3 separate regions of the Anser cygnoides genome follow, and regions 1 and 3 are each linked to region 2. The links are chromatin contacts, called in public Hi-C maps. All regions are on one chromosome and are shown on one strand. The core of a region is the stretch at or near the end of the contact, and the rest is flanking DNA. Distances in the headings are between cores, read along the strand shown. Region 1 holds the start of PLEKHM2 (pleckstrin homology and RUN domain containing M2). Region 2 has its middle 9.5 kb from the start of FBLIM1. Region 3 overlaps SPEN (spen family transcriptional repressor).

The links. A called contact is a pair of places that touch in the nucleus more often than the background predicts.
Region 1: a contact with region 2 is called in a Hi-C map of liver, with 5 times the contacts expected there. The contact joins the promoter of PLEKHM2 here to the enhancer-like site in region 2. A contact is called at or near these places in 2 of 7 Hi-C or Micro-C datasets (both in liver).
Region 3: a Hi-C map of liver shows a contact between it and region 2, with 4 times the contacts expected there. The contact joins two enhancer-like sites. A contact is called at or near these places in 4 of 7 Hi-C or Micro-C datasets (fetal liver, granulosa cells and liver).

What each region holds. Positions count from the first base shown.
Region 1 is chr23:762,781-767,443 of Taihu_goose_T2T_genome, forward strand. It overlaps PLEKHM2 (pleckstrin homology and RUN domain containing M2), which reads left to right and starts at 2,755. Exons shown (of 19, transcript XM_066981975.1): 1 at 2,755-2,981. The coding sequence starts at 2,922. It overlaps LOC136786857 (a long non-coding RNA gene), which reads right to left and starts at 2,559. Exons shown (of 6, transcript XR_010826321.1): 1 at 1,643-2,559; 2 at 667-812.
Region 2 is chr23:811,281-815,944 of Taihu_goose_T2T_genome, forward strand. No RefSeq gene overlaps it. Among named protein-coding and RNA genes, the nearest start is that of FBLIM1, 9.5 kb to the left of the region's middle. Within about 2 kb of position 1,756, at least 3 of the 3 cell types and tissues checked have open chromatin away from gene starts, as enhancers often do. A contact at or near this core is called in fetal liver and liver, where this site is marked.
Region 3 is chr23:849,352-853,804 of Taihu_goose_T2T_genome, forward strand. The region is part of intron 3 of SPEN (spen family transcriptional repressor); the gene reads left to right. Among named protein-coding and RNA genes, the nearest start is that of SPEN, 27 kb to the left of the region's middle. Within about 2 kb of position 1,775, at least 3 of the 3 cell types and tissues checked have open chromatin away from gene starts, as enhancers often do. A contact at or near this core is called in fetal liver and liver, where this site is marked.

The DNA.
Region 1 (4,663 bases), core at 1,505-4,004, 48 kb before region 2:
GGGAGAATGAGAGCTGTCTTTAAATGCAGGTGCTCCTGTGGGAGTTTCTCATGGAAATCCATAATTGTGTGGTGGAAGCTTTAAGGGCTTACAGTCACCTTGCTGGATGCAACAGGTATCTGCAAACTCCCTGCTGTACTGTGCAGCCTTCTGTGGGGCGCAAGCACTAAGTGCTGTAAGGCCCAGCTATGCCAAACCTGGACAGAGAAGCTGCAGTCAAAGCTAACAATGTCTTTGTGCTTGCGTGGGAAGCAGGACAAGGGCTTGGAGTAGAACAGGTACTTGGGGCATTCAAAACATCCAGGAAAACTGTAGAAGACCAGGAAGTCTATACTATGGGATTTTACAGTTACATATGCTGTGCTGTGTCTAGTGCCTTCAGAGCAATCAGGAATGCAAACAGCACTTCACTGCTGGCTGGTGCTGTGCAGCATGCTTTCCTTGTACCTCAATCATGCTTTAAATGCTAAAGTATACCAGTAAATAATGAAATTGTGTTGGCTCTGGTTTGGCTTCTACAAAGGGGCTGACACTAGCTTGCTGGTCTCTCCAGCATCCTTTTAGGGATCAGACTCAGATGTTGCATGCCCAGGTCTGCTACTCAGTAGCTGTGTGCACTTTTTTTAGTGGGGTTCTGACCCTCTGTAATGTCCCACGTGAGCTTACCTTGTTCTGGTCGTGACCATTCAGCAGGAGAGCCCTCGCTTCCTTCCGTGTGTGCTGAGAATCTGCAGTCACAAGCTCTGATCCTTTTGGGGGCTTGCACGGTGCACTGATTCTGTTTCTCCTGCTGCTGGTGGGCTTGGGGGGAGCTGAGAAAAATAAGAGTTCTATGCTTTGGCTCTGTTTTAACCCAAGTGCATATGAATTGCGCTCTCTTTCGTTCCCTGGGAGTTTCTCCCACAGTTTCCAAAGCTGTTAAACTGGCTGGGCTGTTCCCGCAGCAGCTGCAGGAAAGGCCAGACTTGACCTGGCACGTCAGCTCTGGCTCAGCCCATCCCTTCCCTCCCAGCAGGTTATTTACAGAGGAAGTGTTGTGAATGGTGCAGGGAATGCGCTTGTGGAGAGCTGCTGGCTTTTCCTTTTTTTAACTGCTTTTACTTTCAGTTCTATTTTCAGTTATTAGCATTGAATGTTGCATCAGAGCCTTTCACCTGAATCTCAAGAGTAGGGTTTATTACTAATTCTATCTTTTATTTCTTTATCCTCCCTTTCTAGGAGCAGTTGGGCTTAACTGCTGCACCCTGCACCAACTCCTCACTCTGTCCCATGATGGCTATTGGGGCTTGTATTTATTTGTTCCCAGCCCTCCAAAACAGCTGCTGCTTGTGTTTTCACGTTTGCGGACTCATCTTACAAATTTCCTTCTCTACAGACTGATGATCAGTTGTGTGACTGCTTTTGGCTCCTACCAGGGCCCACCACATTGATAAATGACATTGATGTGTTGACGGGCTGGTATTAAAAGGCTGCTGAACAGCAGTGGGAGATGGGCAATGGGTTTTGATGCTTTTTTCATTGGGACCCTTAGCCTGATCCCCCGTGGTGGTGGCAGGCAGGGGCCCACGCAGGTTTGGCCTCTGAGGGACATTCATCTGGCCCATTTTAGGCCCCACGTTGCCAAGCGACCATGTGCACAAACCTTAGGAGAGCAAAGAGATGGGATCCTGTATTTATCTCTGTTTTTGCTGGAGATGCATGCTGCAGGACGAGAGGAAGCTTTGCTGTGGCCCTTGGTGGTTGGGTGCTACGCGGACCTGCTGTTTTTCCCTCACATCACTAAGTAGTGACACAAAACGTCACTTTCTGTTGACACTGGCCCCTGCCAGGCCCTGAAGCACAGCAAGGCCATGGGGCATGCAGGGGGGTCTGGCAGCCACCTTGCCTTGTGTTCCCAGGCTGGGGGACACAACGCTCCCCACCCCTTGACCCCTCACTGGGCCCCCAGTTGACATCTTCCCCACAAGTCCCCTCAGAGGGCTGCACGGGACCCAGCACTGTCACCCTGTATCCCCTCATCTCCCTGACGTCCCCTCGTTGGGTCCAACACCATCTCCCCTCCCTGCACCCAACGCCATTTCCCCTCACGCCCCCTTACTGAGGCCAGGGCCACGAGGGACCCGGTGCCCCCTCCCCACAAGTCCCCTCACAGGGTCCAACGCAGTTGCTCCTCGTGTCCCCTCCGCCATCTCCCCTTCACTGGGTCCTTCACTGTCCCCTTGTGCCCCCTAACCGAGCCCAGGGTCAGGAGGGACCTAACGCCACCTCCCCTCCCGCACCCAGTGTCATCTTCACTCGTGTGCCCTTGCTGAGCCCAGAGCTATGAGGGACCCAGCACCCTCTCCCCCCATCCTCCTCACGTCACCTCACTGTGCCCAGCACCACCGCCCCTCGCGTCCCCTCACCAACTACCCAACCGTTCCCCTCGTGTCCGCTGCCTTCATGCAGGGCCGTCAGGGACCCAGCGCCAGCCCCTTGCTCCCCCCCTCATCCCCTCGCCCCCCGCCCCGTTCTCCTCGGGGCCGCCATTTGGGGCGGGGGCGGCACCGCTGGGCTCCGGGAGGCGGGCGCCGGCTGCGGGGCGGGCCGGGCCCTTCTCCTCCCCCCTGACCTCAGATCCTGGCGGAGCGCGGCGCCGTCACGAGTGCGGCCCGGCCCCGCTCCGCTCGGCCCCGCTGCGCTCCCTCCTTCCCCGCCGGCCCCGCTTCGCCGTGAGGGGCCCCGGCGCGGCCATGGAGCGCTGAAGCGGCGGCGGCCGCCACCCCGCAGCCGGCGGGCCGGGCCGGGGCCGGGCCGGGGCAGCCGGCAGGACGGAGCCGGCCGGCGGGGGGCGGCGGGGCGGCGAGCGGGCCCGGCGGGCGGCCCGGCCCTCGGGTTCCGCCGGGCGGGCGCGGCGGCGGAGGGCGGCGGGAGCCGGCGCCATGGAGCCGGCGGAGGTGAAGGACCGCATCCTGGAGAACATCTCCCTCTCCGTCAAGAAGGTGGGCGGTGGGGCGGCCCCTCCCCGGCCGGGGCGGCCCTGGGGACCCCCCCCCCTCCGCTAAATTGCGGCCGGGGGGCCCCGCCGTGGGGCTGGGGGGAGGTCGTCCCACACACCCCCGCTCCCCCGGACATCTCTGACATCCCTGCGGGACCGCCCCCGCCCGAGGCGCGGGTCTGGGGTCGCCGCTTTGTGACAGGACCGCGGGGGGAGGATGCGTTTAGGGGTTCATCTGTGTGGGGATGCCCCGAGGGACCCCCGGGCTGGGAGTCTGAGGTTGGAGGTGTCCTTTTTGCTGGTGCTGTGGGGCCAAGGACACCCCCGAGGAACCCAGTCAGTGGGGTTGAGGGGCCCCCTGGCAGAGGGGGGGCTTGGTCATCCCTCCTGCACCCCCCAAAGGGATGCAGCCGGGGTTACCCCGGGGCCTCCTCTGTGTCCCTGCTGTCAGGGACGTGCGGGGGTTCCCCGTGGGGCTCCCAATTCCAGGCTGGGGTTTCCCTTTTCACGGGGACCTCCTCTGTGTCTGGGGCAGTCAGAGAGTGGGAAGTTCTGGGCTGGGGCCTTGCTTTTTGTCCTTCCTGGCCCAACCGTGAGCTCTGGCCTTGTTAGAGAAAGGCCAGCAACCGCAAGCTGCGTTGGGGGGGAGCGAAGGCAGCCTTGTTTCAGTTTTCATTCCAAGTCCTGGGGGAAAGGAGGCCTTCTGGACTTGCTGACATTTCTCCAGTTACTGGGCTCCTGCTGCCTTTTGAAATTGGCGTTTTTCTGTGATCTGCAACGTGTCCTGACACAGATTCACCCATGAAAACTTGTTATAAGAAGACTATCATGAGTGAATTTCCAGCACAATTAAGGAAGGGATGATTTGACATTACCTCCTGGATGTAGGATGGATGCGCAAACCTCTCCCATCCTCTCTCTTTTCCTCTGTCGGTGAGCCTGTCCTCTGGTTTCCATCCTTAATTTTTAAAGGACATTCATTTTTAGGGTGAATCCCTTATCTACCTGGAAATGACGGGATGTTCGTCTGGCTCCAAGCTCTGTTATGATACTCTGAAGCTCTGACCTTGCTACCTCAGTTTCCCCATGTACATAAGGATACGCTAGTTTCCACTCAGGGTTTGTTGGACGCAATTTATTTACATCCAGAAAGTCTTTGGGATCCTTCTTTGGAAATGCTGTAAAATCAACATGGTGGGGTTTTTGGTTATTATTGTACTTGAGGAAGGCTCCTTGTCTACAGCTCTGCCAAGACATCTCTGCCTTGACCTGCACTGATCTCCGCCAACTGCTGTCTTGGTCTAGCAGCGAAGAGGGATTTTTGGATTTTTCAGTCCTGCCAGTTTGCTTTCCTGTTCAGTTCCAAGTAGGAAAGCTCAGGGAAACGAAGGAGACATCAGGCTGATGGACCTATTAATACCATCCCGGTGAAACCAAGCTCAACCACATGGCAAAAGTCCAGCACTGGCACACCCCTGTGTTTTACCCCGGGATGCAATTCTGCTTCCTCAGGGAGACTGCTTCCCTTCAGCAATGGAATCGCTAATTTTTCCCAGCATTTCCCTGTCTGTCTTCATCCCTTGACTCTCTGACGTTTTCCTTTTCTCTGTGTTAGTGGGAAGAATAAGATAGTAGGTCAGAGGAACAGGTACGCCTTCTCCACACCCTCGCTGTGCGTTGGGAGAT
Region 2 (4,664 bases), core at 506-3,005:
CTCTGCCATCACCGCCTCCAAGGTGCTGTTGGCCATGGAAAGCAACCGGGGAGCGGGGAACGAGAGCCAGCCACCAGCAAACGCTGTGGCAAAATGGGTCAGTTCTCAGGAGGGAAAACTGAGGCTAGAGCAGTTGAGGGGGCATTGCTGGCTAGAAAGCTGTTAATGGTGATGCTTTGTTTTCCTTTTAAACAGGACAGAGAGCTGAAGAACTGGATTTTTCCTTTGGTTGACCTGAGTTAATTACAACCATATCCCAGCCGGATTGCTGCAGCGTTTTCCTTTCCGGCAGACCATTCGGACGCATTTCCTGCATCTTCCCGGATTCAGTGCAACCTGAAAAGCTAACAGCTCTTTCATGAAATGTGGTCTGGTTGAGGTAGAAGGATGAAAAGCAGCCGGAATCATTCTGGGTTAAAAATAAGTGGAGCAGTGCAAGCCCTGAATGTTTCCAATGTCTCCAGCTTCAGAATTTGGAGCACGGCCAGGATGTAAAAAAAAAAAAAAAAACAAACACCGTGCACTATTCTCCTTTTTTTCCAGTCTCCCTGCAAAAGCAAGCCATCCAGGCTGAGATATGTTTATGGGAGGATCCCAAAGCAGGATCAGGCTAGGATTGTCACCTAAATACCCAGTGCTGGGATTTATTTTTAACACATACAGTGTTTTTGATACGCAAGGCGAAATCGATGCAGCCTGTTATGCAAGCATGTTACCAGCCTGCAAATTATACGCTGTTAAAAAAAAAAGGGAAAAAAAAACCACCACCCTATTTCTGAAAATAGATGCATAGCACATGTCTGCAAGCAGGGCTTTGACATTTTATATCCCAGCTTTACTTCATCGCATCAGTGGCAATTACAGCATCCTGCAGCCCCGTTTCCTGGCTGTGAATTAACGATTTTCACTTGGACCTGACTTCAAGCAGCTTATGTTTCTTCTTTATTTTGCAGGGGTGTTGATTAGAGCCCATAGGTGTGGGATTTTGTTGAAAAAAAAATATATGTAAAGCCTGGGATAGATTTCTCTCGGGGGTAATGCTGCATTTTGCAGCAGCGGGGCGTTTGTCAGGGCAGCTCATTGACCTCGGTGATTTATCACTGGAGGCATGAGGCGGGGGGGATATCTCCTAAAAATAAATATATCCCTTAATTCTCCGTGCGGCTAAACTTTCCCTCACGGCCCAGCCGGGGGAACAGACTTTAATCTCCTTTATGCGCCCCTGCAGATGGCTTCGTCCGAGGCAGGAGTGTGCTGAGACGATCGGCCTCGTCCCTCCGCCGCCGGCCGCCTCCCTTTCTCGCCGACCCTGGCGTTTTAAGGGCACCACGTAGCCTCCCCATTTTGCGGACGGAAGAAAAAAAAAATAGAAAAAGGAGGATATTTGCCTCACAAAGGAGGGAGGAGGAGGGGGCCGGGGGCTGCCCGCCTCAGGCACCAGCGCGCCGCCTCGGCCGCGCGTGGCGGCCGCCCGCGGTACTGCAGGAGCCGCCCCGCCCGCCGCTCGCTTCACAAAATGGCCGCCCGGCCAGGCCAGGGCGAGCGGCGCCCAGGCGACAAAATGGCGCCGGGCGGGCAGCGGGGGGAAGGACGGGCGGCGCGGGGCCGGGGCGGCGAGCGTGGGCAAAGCCGTGCCAGGAGCACGGCCGAGCGGCCCCCCCCCGGCGTGCGGGGCCCCTCCAGGCGGGCTGTGAAAGCGCTGCGGGTGAAACCCGAGCTCCCCCCGCGCCTTCCTCACGCACCCCCCTTCTCCCCTCCGCCTTTGCAAAAGGACGCGAAAATGCCCGGAGATGTGCGTTTCCACTCGGCCTCGGGGGCGGCTTCGGCCTCCCCCCGCCGCCATCGCCCCCGTGGTCCCTCCACGCCACAGCCCGCCAGCACCGACCCATTTGGGGCGTTTTTTCCCTCAGAGCGTGAAGATTTTGGGGCCAGAATTGCTCTTTCCACCACCCCCTCCACACACACACACGCACCCCAAGGTGGGTAGTTCTATGCCTAATTCTTTCTCCTCCACTGCTTTTTCTCCTTCGCAGGGGTTGAAGCCACCGCCTCTCGCTCTCCTCACAGCGTGGAAAATGCCCAAACGTGATTATAAAAAAAAAAAAAAAAAAAAAAAGGCACCGAAAACCCAAAACACCCGAGGAGTGATTTATCTGCAGAGCTGGAGGGGCGCGGGGAAGAAGCCGCTGCTTGCCTGGCTCCGCACGACAGCCTGCCCGCCATTCGGGTAATTAAAAGCATATACTTGGTGTGATCAGACGTGGTAATACCGTAAAAAAACACCCCGTCACATCCAAATGCTCGCTGGAGGCTGCAGCCAAGGTACCACGTACGCTTCTTTCTTTCTTTTTCTTTTTTTTTTTTTTTTTCAGTTAATGCTGTCTTACCTTTCTCTGCACCACAGTATTGTTACATTATAACATTGCCCCTGCTTTGTTAAAAACCACACACCTAAAATACTACTACAATTTTTTTTTCTTTTTTTTTTTCTTTTTTTCCCTAGAATTACGGATTTAGGCCCATACAGATGTTCTTTTATTTCTACATATATCTATATTTATATATGTCCTTCTTCCAAGGACAGATTACAGAATATAAAACAAAAGCCACACACCTAAAACACTATGATTTAATTACATATAATTACTCCATTTTTGGCCCGTATATATGTTTGATTTTATATTTATATATATATATTACCTGTGTTTTCCTCCATTGGCTTTCTACTACAATATATCCTAAAAGCAGAAGAAAAAAATGCCATCATAAAAAAGAAAAAAAGGAAAAAAAGAAAAAAGCAACCCATTTCTTTTTAACAGTCCATGATGGAAGTTTGTGCCTGAATGTTTTATTTGTTCCACAGAGATGTAGATTTTTCCATGGGATATTTGGGGAGGATTTTTTTTTAATTAAAAGAGAAAAATAAAAAATGAAAACAATGAAACAGAACCAAAAATGGAAAAAAAAAAATAGAAAAACAAACCCCAGTAACTGAAGCTGCAAATGCAATCAAATAGTCCAGATCAGACAATTCATTGTACCGAAAAGAGAGGACAAATTAGTTCAACTTAAGTGGCAGGGCTTTGCTGTAGCTCCGGGAGGAGGGATCAGCTCCTTTATTCCACCATCTAGCGCTCCAAACACCACCATTTTTTGTGCTTTTGTGTTGGTGCGTTTTGTTTCCAGCCACGCAGGCTGCAAACCCCGCCGCGCCGGGCACATACGGTGTACACAGAGATTTTGTGCACGCAGGCAGAGCCGTGCCCCGGTCCTTGTGCATTCCTTTCCCTTTTATTATCTGCTCTACGGCTCGCTCTTTTTTTTTTTTTTTTTTTTTTCTTTTTCCCCTCTGTGGGTAGGAAGGCTTCTCTCCTCTCCCCAGCTTGGCTGCTTATTCCAGAAGTTTCTACAGCGGAGGAAATTGCACGGGGGAGGGGAGCACCCACTGCGGAGCCTTTGCCGCAGCGCCGGGCAGGCGTGGTCCTGCCGCCGGGGGAGGAGGAGGAGGAGGAGGAGGAGGAGGAGGAGGATGCACCACCTCCCTCCCTCCCTCCCTCCCTCCCCGGTTCGGAGGGGCTCTGGCGGCTCGCAGCCTCTTTCCGAGCCTCTCCCCCCTGCTACATCTCCCCATCCTTGAAGGGGGTGCTGGGAGGTGTTTGCAAGGCTTTTTTTTTTTTTCTTTCCTTTTTTTTTTTTTCCTTCCCTTCCCCCCTCCCCCTTTGCTAAATAAATTAAAAGCAGAGATGTCTCCTGATGGAGATGGATGAGGCTGGGCTTACAGCAATGGGGTTGCTCGCTTGCATGCGCTGCTGCAGCCTTGATCTGCGGAGCAAGGCTTTGCTGCTGATGGCAGAAGTGACCTTTCCCAGGCGGTGGGAGAGAGGCTTCCCCTCTCCCCAACGTGCTTCTGCTTGGAATTCATTTTAAATAGCAGCGTTATTATTTTTTATCCCCCCCAGCCCCCCCCGAACAGCTTGCTGTTTCAATGATTTTTTTTTTTTTTCGGTATCCTGTGGGTTGAAGCTTCCTCATGATCGTTTTTTGTGTGTGTGTGTGTGTGCGCGCTTTGAATTGCATTTTAAAATTGCCCAGCTGGAGACAAGTCTTGATTAGAGCTGGAACAATAGCTCCATTTTATTAATAATGGGAAGGATTTACAATTCTACAGCACCTTCCTTGGAAGGCTTTCAAAATCATTTGCAAACACACACAAATTTAAGCTTTCACAGCTCTGCCTGTGAGGTGGGTAAGTATTTTAATAGTGCCACCGAAAATCACATAGACCTGGAATCGGTGGCAAATCTCCATTTCTGAGTGCTAGAATAATGACAGATCTGGTGGGTTTTAGGGCTGCAAAGCTGGGAGGGGGTAGGTTGGTATGCGGGATGGATAAAAGCGGTAACCTAAATCTGTTTAGTGTTCTCTGTAGATGCAGAGTATTTTGCTGTGTCCTGGGAACTGGGCTGTTATTTCTCAGCCTGCTCCACGCAAGCGACCCTTCCTTCTTGCTCTTTGCCGGAGTGAAGATGTGGACTTGCCTGCTTGTCAGTAAACATCTGCTTATAGATTTTTATTTCTTTAATTCATTACCTTTTTGTAGTCCCCAGGTGACCTCCTTTAGTGCTGGCTCCACTGTGATTTGACCACAGCTTTGCATTAAAGCA
Region 3 (4,453 bases), core at 525-3,024, 38 kb after region 2:
CATGGAAAAAGCTGAATATGCACGAAAAGTATGAAATCCCATAGGAAGTAAACCAGATTTTGCTCGTGCCCTGCCCAACCTCCTGAAAGAATCCCCCCTCCCCCTGTATTTTGTAGAAAATGCTCTTTTTCGGCTGCTCGTCGAGGTGTTCTAATGAGCTAAAAAAAGTTCTGTGCATTTTTTTTCGGTTTTGTAATGTCAAATGGCTTTACACATTTCTTACTGTTCCATGTGTTAGTGATTATTTTTAAAGCTTTGCTGCAGCAATGTATTGAATCACATGGCACGGAGAGCAGTGGAACGTTTTGCTCTTAAAAGCTGAGCACACGGTGAAGTGCTGTGCTGAAATGGAATTTAAACTTATTTACAAAATCCTGGCAGAACTATTTGATTTCCTATAGGTGGTTTCCAGAATATGAAAGTGCGAATACTGCATGTGCATGTGGGTGTAAGTTACATTTAAGTGACCTGAGATTTCCTTCTGCCCTCTTTTTTTAAGGTGCTTATTTGGTTGTCTGATGTTGAGGATATTGGAGGATACTGATTTACTAGATGAATAATTGGCTATAGCTTGTACCATAAAGTAGAGCTTTCTGTGGAGTTCTAAAAGCAAATGCAACATAGATGTAAAGTTTCATCAAGATTTAGGAGAGCGTAGTCATTCTTGAAGTGCTGAATTAAAACTGTTGTAAGAAGTTGCAGACAGATGTCTGGAAATGGATTTTTTCCATGGTTGTGACATCTATACTTAAAGTTCTAATGACGAATGGGCAAGGCTTTCATAAAGTAATTAGATGTTGTGTTTTTTTAATCAGATTAATCTGTGATGAAATATTTTCTGGAGCGATGAGTTACAGTTCGGAATACGTATGTGTTATTTTGTGTGTCTTAATATTGAAATAAACTGATGAAAAATGCTGCCAAGAGAATTTTAATGATGGGAAAAACAGGCTCTGTGAACCCTCCCATGGAGGCTCCCATGTATTTTATTTGTTGGGGGGTTCTTAGTGCATTTAAACAACTGAAGTGAAAGCAGAAAGTGAATTTGGTTTCATTACATAATGTGGACCTTTCCCTCCCATTGTCTTCACCTCCTCTTTTCCGCTCAGTTTGTCTGCCAGCAAGTGATGAATCACGGACTTAGAGGGGAGATTTCGGGTTTTTGAGTGGGTTGAGAGATGCCTCTGGTGGGGACAGCTGAAAAATAAGGAGAAGTAAGTTAAAGGCAGCTGTTGAGTCTTGGTTTAATAATCTGTGAGGTGGCCTTTGCTGACGTTAAATAATTGCACATAAATTTTGTACTGAAAAGGCACCGCAGAGATAGCCTGAGTGTTTTGGATCTCTCTTCCAGTAGGGTGAAAAGCTTCAGGGGTTGAGCACATTCCTGCTTGTATGGGAAACAGAACTGGGTTCAGATTAAAAACAAAACAAAAAAATTCCACGGAGTAGAAAGCCTCCTTTTATAATACCACAAAGGTAACAGTAAATCCCAGTAAGAGCCTGGCGAAACACCTCGTCTTTTCCTTTTGTTCACATCCAGCCGTGTACTGCTTTGATCCCTCTGTAGAGGGAAGTGCGAATCATGGAAAATTAAAAAATGTGACTGAAACCGTCTCAGGGTTTTGTCACTGGCTGCCTGGCAGTTTCACTTCGTCCTTCGGCGTTGCTGCTCGTGGCCGCTCGTCTAAATATAACCGGCAGTGGCCTCTCGCGCGCTCTCACCTCTGGGAGCGCGTCGGATTTCTCGAAACCGCTTTGTGCAGCGGGAGGTATGGCCGTGCTGCGGGGCTCGGAAGACACGCACGCAGCCCTCCCTCAGCGCCCAGCACGCTGCCGCCATGCCGCCCACGACTGAGGCAGGATCAGGCCCGCGGCCTTGTGCTGAGCACTGGGTGCTGGCAGGCCTGCCTCGGCCATACTGCGAGGGGCCAGAGGGGCCGAGGGGGGGGGGCTCAGTCGTGCCTCAGAACCGGTCTGAGCCGGCGGCGGCCGGCTGGGCCCCGCACTGTGCCGTACTGTGCCGCGCCGCCCCCGGGGCGGGCTTCCCGCCCGGCCGATGGAAATGGCGCCTGTGGGCCTGAGGGAGCGAAGGCCGCCTCGCCTCGCGGGGCTGCGCGCCCGGCCCTGCCGCTGCGGGTGGGTGGGTTCTGGCCCTGCAAACTCGGCCGCCCGAGGCTCTTGCCCAGCCCTGTGACAGGACCCCTGCGCAGTGGGGTGGGTGGGATGCGGTGGAAAGAAAAAAACATCTTGAAACACCCCCTGAAATTCTTCCTGTGTAATAAAATCCTTAAACATGTTCACATCGTCGTGTTTGAATGTGGTTTTGCATGCTGCCAAAGAACCGTGGACATTTTGCTGCAATTAATACCCCCCCCCCCCCCCCAGCGGTCCCGATAATAACTGTTAATTGCTGGCTCAAAATAACAGAGCAATTAAGCCCCTTCGTAAATTTGCAGGAGTTGATCTAAATCTGGTCTGTCAGCGTGTGTGTGTGTAAGTTTCGTTTCTGCAGCAGGGCCCAGAAGTTTATCTGCTGCTGCCGCCTTTTCCAAGTGCATTGGATTTCTCTAAAGGCGGAGAAGGGTTGCCCTCTTTCGTTAATTTAAATTTCACGTTGGGAGTCTTTAAAGTGCATTGTGTGGGGCTGGAAGCAAAGGAAGAGGGTCCTGCAAAAGTACCTCTGTTATAACAATGACAACTATTTTGATTGTCTCCGATGACTTCACTATTTTGCATCCCATTAAAGAGATTTTATTTTTAATGCTGTAAGGCTGCTTGCAATCAGATCAGTCTTTGCTTAGCACATTTGAGGTTGAGTACAGGGATGGTGGCAGCTGAATCCAGAACCTTGTGTGAACTTTCCTTATCCTCAGCTTCCTGTGCTGGGGAGGAATACTTGCCGTGTTGCAAAAATGACATTTCCAAATCACCTGTAGACAGCGGCAGGTCCGTAGGAGCAGGAGTCTGCTGTGATGGTTGGCGATATCAGGTCTTCTACCCTGGTTTTCAGGAACGGTGGGCAAAACCTGAGCCGTACCGAAAGCTTTGCTCCCGCAGGCATCACGGGAGACATTGTCCTCATGAGTTTTGTGCTGCATGTTTCCTTGTCCCTGTGCACGCCATGGGAGCCTGGATTTCCTTCCCAGAGGTGTGCTGAGGCCCGAGGAAGGGCTGGTTTTGTTGGTAGATGGGGTTTGACTTCGGGTTTGTGTGCGCGTATTAACAAAATGGTCACTTCTAATTGCGTTTTTAAGGCTTTGATTTCCTTCCAAGTATTTTGCTTAATCATCTTGAGTAGGCTGAGGGAAATAAAGAATTAGCTGAGGTCAGGGAAGTTGAAGCTGCCTGTGTTACTTCTCAGAAGCAAGGCTTAGTCTGAGGGATGCTAAGGGCAGGAAGGAATCAGCCTCCTCTTCTTTTCCTGCAGTACTCTGTAAGAGCAAGGGAAATCAAAACCCCCCAAAAGCCAAACGAAACAGGGAAACCACCAAGTGCGATAGGCTCCACAGCACTGGGTACCTCCCTCTGTGTCAGTGGGCCAGATTCCTCTTTCTTGGAGAGAAATAAGTCTAGGATGTGAATCATGGTTAGAATAGATGAGAGGCATCGTAGTCTAGAAGTGCCTGCTCGTCTACACGGATGATGAAGAGCGTCTAGACAGCTCAGATGGAGACACAGGCATTACAGGCACCAAAAGGTAGGGGAGAGAATTCCCATCGTAAAGACCTTTGGAATAATAAGCAGTTTCATAATTTCTAATGAATATTCACATGGGGGAATGAATAGAAAAAGAGGAAGGCTGTATTGAATGCTTCCTGAAGAAATACCAGTCATTATGATGATCAAAGGAAAAATCCAGCCGGCGTCTATGTTCAGTCATACTTATTTCCATTAAAGCATAGACACGGTGTCCCTTCGCATCTTAAAGGTCGAAGATGCAAATGCAGTGATTTGTTTTTTCCTAAGGAGAATTTTTTTGGCTCTGCCAGAGGTGTGGATGCAGGCACTGTGGTACCTTCCTGGCCTTAAAAACTAAAGGGCCAGGAAAACAGCTCTCTTTGAAGCATATTTGAGAGACCTTGGCATTAACCTTAAAAACAACTTTAGGCAGAACATGCTGTGTGCAAACTAAGGTGACCTGGATGTGGATTAATGGCAAATAAACCTTACTGGGAAAAAAACAGTATATCCCCCCTCGATCGTTACCCATTGAATTAACTGTGTAACTGATGCACTTAGATGTGCCCTCAACTTCCAAGCATCAAGCATAGTCTGTGACTCTGCTAGTGCCGAAACCACTAATGGTGGCATCGGGGTTTTAAGCATGAAAGCTTTGCAGCGAGCGATTAGATAGCCCTCTGCAGATCCTTACGGTCTGCTGGGAATGCTGTGTTTACAAGTGGAAAGTCCCAGTCTGGGAGAAGTGAGGGCTTCAAAGTTGTATGAAGGGGGA